2 separate regions of the Pan troglodytes genome follow, and region 1 is linked to region 2. A link is a contact called in public HiChIP or PLAC-seq data. All regions are on one chromosome and are shown on one strand. The core of a region is the stretch at or near the end of the contact, and the rest is flanking DNA. Distances in the headings are between cores, read along the strand shown.

Region 1 (2,700 bases), core at 38-2,537, 190 kb before region 2:
TGACTGAACAACGGTGCTTCAAACTGCTCAAAGGAAGGATCAATTCCAAGCAACTCTTCCAGGCCAGTACATCCTAAATTTCAAAAAAGGCCAGTTTATTTAACAATCCTTCGTAAGCAAATTCATCCCACCCCTCTTTTACAGTTTTACTTACCCCTAAGAAGTTTCTGAATTCTTTAAGTACATATAATTTATAATACAGTCCCAAACACTGATTTCTAGTTTTCAACATTTAGAGTAAATCCTATCTCATCTACTAGAACAGAAAGTACTTCATGGCAAGGAACACTTTTTTTTTTTTGGATATCCCCTACAATAACTAGGCCAGTCCTCTGAGAGGACTTCTCCGTCACCCCAGTCACTGCCTCCATCCCCCTTTTAGCTGTTCTTCTCTTTGACATATTAGTTGACCTCTCTAATTTTGTTTCTTCATCTGTGAAATCCAGATACCTCTACTCATAAACATTTCAAGCACCAAGCACCTGACTGTTATGTTCTCTTTCCCTTAAAAATATACATCAACATGCTAGAAACTGCTAAGGAAAAGGACGGGACAGAAGAGAAAACAAGGGAAAAAAAAAAAAAAGTAACATCCAGAAAACAAACGCTTCCAAGAGCTTTTCTAAGTTAAAAGATGGCTCACCAATGGCGAAGGCGGTGTCCCTGTCGATTGTGGCCGCTTCCTTAGGGTCAAATAACAAAGAAGCAACTTCATCTCTAGATAAGAGGCTGGCATCACTTTGAGGGAGGGCGAGTCGTTGCAGCTGCTGGGCTAAGGACGTCATCTTTCACGCCAGCGGAGTTTTAATGACACGGGCTAAAAAAAGTAAGCACTTTGATAAGTTTCTACGAAACTATAAGGCGCCTCGTAAACAAACAATTTTCTTCTGCACTCAGCACCGTCATGGACACACAACGCGGCTGTCCTGAGATTTGTGGACCCCGGAGATGCAAAGACGATGGCAACAGCGTTAACAACTAATTACAGTAGCGGCGACCGCGCCAAGGCTTTCCTTCAACCCTGATTCCGCAGATATCCGGAAAACTCTTACCCTCCCTCGATATGCCGCCCCCATCCGCAGCCACATCAAGCGGCTCTGTGCTCCTCCTTACCTAGAACTGGGAATTTGGGTATATCTTGGAAGGCAACAACTCTTCACAGCACTTCCCACATGGTACCAAGGAGCCCAATCCTCACCCGGAAACCTAAAGCATGCTGTAGAGCAACTTCCGGCTGCAGGCACTACGGCAGGTGAAGAGGTTCAAGCTTGCCGGGAATGCGACGAGACAGCTCCGCCTCCCGAGACGAAAGCCCGCCCCTCAGCCCGCCGGACTCAGGCTCAAGTCCGAGCTTCGCCTCTGTAGCTCCGGTCTAGCGGTCTGCTCTGCGGCTTGTGTCTGAAGCTTTCGGTCTCTGGATGGGCCTTCTGTGGGCTTTAAGGATCCGTAGCCGGAAACATTCTTTCAGTATATAGTGATCCAGCCTTTACTAGGTGCCAGCGGCACCGCGTAGTGCTGAAAGCTACGGGTTGTGAAGTCACGTGGTTTGGGTTCAAATCCTGGCGCTGGCGCCTGTCGGCCGGGTTAACGCCACCAAATTATTTCATCTCTCCGAGCTTGTTACTTACTCTACAAAGTGGGAAGAGGCCGAGATTGTCGTGAAAGGAGCCTCTGCTCCTAGTGCAAACCGATCTATAAATGCTGGACTCCACCGCCCCAGAGCTTGGGGGAGATCTTGTCACTCCTCTATGTTTCCATTCCCGAGGGGTAAATGGCATATATTTTCTTCTTTCAAAACGAATCCTAGTCAGGCGCGGCCTGTAATCCGAGCACTTTGGGAAGCTCAGGCGGGCTGATCACCTGAGGTCAGGAGTTCGGGACCAGCCTGGCCAACATAGCGAAACCCCGTCTCTACTAAAAATAAAAGAATTAGCCGGACGTGGTGGCGGGCGCCTGTAATCCCAGCTACTAGGAAAGCTGAGGCAGAAGAATCGCTGGAACCCGGGAGTCGGAGGTTGCAGTGGGCCAAGATCGCACCACTGTACTCCACAGAGCGAGACTGTCTCAATAAATAAATTAATCGAATCCTGTTGAGGTATAATTTACAAACAATGGTTGCACCCACGTCAGTGGAAGAGTTTGATGACTTTTAGCAAATGCATGTATAGGTGTAATGACCTCCCCAGTCAAAATGACAGTTTCCATCGCCCCTAAAAATTGTCTCTTGCCTGTTTGCGAAGATTCCCGCAACCACTGGTCTTCTTGGCCTCACTACAGATAGTGTTGCAGAAGAGTATCCTTATGTATGAATATACCTAATCTGTTTCCAAAACACTGGTATGCGCTAGAACTAGGATGAACTTCGTCTTCCAGACGAAGGAGTGAGATCTGATGCTCTGTCTTTTCTGGATGCATTAATTTCTCCGAAGAGCTCTGCGGGGCCAGGGGGTCAAGTCTTTCTGTAACCGTCTTCCCTGGAGAATGTCAGAAACACAGCTACAAATTTGGAGGCCCTGGTTGTCTATACCTCATGCAGATTCTCTCCCATTTACAAACAATCTTTTGTTGGTTTGCTTTAAAAGCATTGAAAACAACCAAATATTTTCTTCAGTTATTAGTATTTCTACTGACCGTTAATAATCTTCTTTTCATGTGGTGTTGAGTGCCTTGCAGAGAATAACATGAAAATTCTAGTAGTAC
Region 2 (2,700 bases), core at 159-2,658:
AAATATGAGAAAACCATCATGATTTATCAAGCCTGGATAAATAATTTAATAAGTTCAGCATAGAAGACCTTGCTTTTTTTTCTTTCCTCTTTTTCTTCTTCTTTTTTTTTTTTAACTTATTTATTTCAATAGGTTTTTGGGGAGCAGGTGGTGTTTAGTTACATGAATAAGTTCTTTAGTGGTGATTTGAGAGTTTGGTGCACCCATCACCTAGGCAGTGGACACTGCACCCAATGTGTAGTCGTTTATCCCTCACCCACTCTCACCCTGGCCCTTATAATCTTAAGATTTTTGGCTATTTAGGGCCATCTCATTCCTCCCTCCCTTCTTTGTTGCATTCTCTCTCACCTACTCCATTCCCCCCACCTTCCAAGTAAGACCATCTTTGGTAAGATGGTCTTGGTAAGAATGTGATATGCATTATAATAATTTTTCAAATCTTCAAAATTGAGGTACAATTACATACAATAAAATGAGAATGGCATGCAAATTTGTGCCTTTTTTAAAGCTTAGTAAACGTCATAATTTGGTTATAATTTTTATTTTTCTGGATGCATTTGCTTTTCCTTACATCTACCATGCTCAGCCTTACAGAGATTTTTCTAGATGAATTTGCTTTTTCTCACATCTACCATGCTCGGCCTTACAGAGCTGCCCTTTATTTTAGAATTCCCTAAAGTGCTGTGTTGTACACAGGGAGCTTCTCCTGACTGGAACAACCTTACCTGGCACCACTCTTCCTTCGGGACCCAGATTCTTCTTTGAAACCTTTCCCTGGCCCCTTTGAATACTGCAGCTCTTTTAAAATGTATGTGGTTCTTTTTTCCCTGTTCAATTGTTAATCTAACTAGGTTGTGAGTTCCTCCTCCAAGGAGGTGAGGGTGCGATGTAGCTTGTCTGATTTTGCATTCCAAGTGTGTACCCCAATGCCTGACACATAGTAGGTGCTCAATATATGTTTACTGTCAATAAGTTACAATTAACACCCCCATATGGTAATTCAGAGTTTTCATAGCGCCGTCAAACGATGTCATTTAACGCCTACTACAACCCTAAAAAATTCTAATTACTACCATCCTATCATTCTTGTTTGTAGAGTGTGGAGACTGAGAGGTTCACTGCCTTGCCCAGCGCAAGTCAACAGCAAAACGGAACTAAAATTTCAGGCTCGACACCACACAGCGTGTCGAGATCAGCACGAACTTGGCGCTGTGACTTTTCCTTAGAGGGGCCACTTCGACTTACACTTCCGGATCCTGGGCACAGAGACGCGAAAAGCCCCCGCGGGAAACTGGGGAGCGGGACTACATCTCCCAGAGAGCCCCGGGGCTAAACAGCAGGTCATTGGTTGATATTGACAGCCAATGTGGCTGCGAGGAGCTCGTGCAGACCAATCACAGGCCGGAAGGGGCGGGACCTCCCACGCCGAGGATAGATTGAGCGCAGAACTAACCGCGCTCTGAAAGGCCCTAAACGTCTGCGGGGCTCATAGCCGGATGTCACGTCGTCCTCCTCTCCGGGTTTTCTCTTGGGCCCTTTTCCGTGCCGTCCCGCGACTCCGCCTCTGGCCGCGCGTGTCTGGCTGCTAGGCCGACACCAAGGACTGGCCGGGTACCCGGGAAGAAAGCACGTGCTCCAGCAGTTGCCGCGCCGCGCGTCTGCCCCTCAGCCCCGCGCCCAGCCCCGAGAGAGGCCCTAGGGCGCTGCGGGCTTTCGGGGTCCGCAGTCCCCCCGCGACGCGAGCCAACGGGAGGCGTCAAAAGACCCGGGCCTTGTGTGGCAGGCTCGCCTGGCGCTAGCTGGCGTGGCCCTTGGCCGTCGTCACCTGTGGAGAGCACGTCTTCTCTGCCGCGCCCTCTGCGCGAGGAGGAGACTCGACAACATGTCACCTGCGCTCCAAGACCTGTCGCAACCCGGTAACGCTGCGACCCCGTCTGCGTGGTTGGGTTGTGTTTCTTAACTCGTGCTGTGGCCTCCTAATCCCTGGGGCGATTCCCTTCTGCAGCGGGAGACGCCCGGCGGTGTTTCCCCGCGTGTGGGCGGCACCTTTAGAACTTAGCGCAGGAGCCCGGAGGGCTACGTGTTTTGCTCCACTCTTTGTCCGACCTTCACCTCTTCCTCCCCAGGCAAACCATCAAAACCTGCAAAAAGCGTCCTCCCCTCGCCCCCGAAACACATTCTTAACGTCACAGTAACTAAACTTTCCAGTTCCACGCAGCATAAACCAGCTGGGCCCTCTGGAAGTTTTTTTTTTTTGCATGGTGTGACGCTTATTCGTAAATATGTATTGCGCACCTACTGCGAGAGAAAGTTCAGGCGCGGAGAGACAGACGAGGAAACTCAGAGAACTATTTAAAACTACTACATGGAACTTTTTATTTTCTGCTTCTACGCACGCTGCTGCAAAACTGCAATATGCATAGACTCACTATGTTAAAATAGATGAGCAGACCCCACCTCCAGATACCGAAATGGGAGGTAGTAATTTCAAGCGATTCTGATGTTGGTGGCCCTGGGATCAACAGTGAGAAAAAGCTAGTTTAGCACGAGAACTGAACGTAATGTTAGCTTTATAACGAGCTCTAGATCTCTAAGATCATGCCTGATTATAATTTGTGGACAAATACACCCGTAAAAACGGGTGAGGAGATGTAGAAACGAGAATTAGTGATAAGTACAAAACAGTAAATATCCTATGAC

Evidence for each region. HiChIP or PLAC-seq counts read pairs in DNA pulled down with a chosen protein or histone mark.
Region 1: an H3K4me3 HiChIP or PLAC-seq map of stem cell-derived excitatory neurons shows a contact between it and region 2, with 6 times the contacts expected there. The contact joins the promoter of HEATR1 here to the promoter of MTR in region 2. A contact is called at or near these places in 1 of 7 Hi-C or Micro-C datasets (stem cell-derived neural progenitor cells) and 1 of 1 datasets of contacts at active chromatin or transcription factors (stem cell-derived excitatory neurons).

What each region holds. Positions count from the first base shown.
Region 1 is chr1:12,558,522-12,561,221 of NHGRI_mPanTro3-v2.0_pri, reverse strand. HEATR1 (HEAT repeat containing 1) reads right to left here and starts at 1,287. Exons shown (of 45, transcript XM_001157116.8): 1 at 1,114-1,287; 2 at 644-817; 3 at 1-73. The coding sequence starts at 785.
Region 2 is chr1:12,370,538-12,373,237 of NHGRI_mPanTro3-v2.0_pri, reverse strand. It overlaps MTR (5-methyltetrahydrofolate-homocysteine methyltransferase), which reads left to right and starts at 1,408. Exons shown (of 33, transcript XM_514294.9): 1 at 1,408-1,916. The coding sequence starts at 1,883.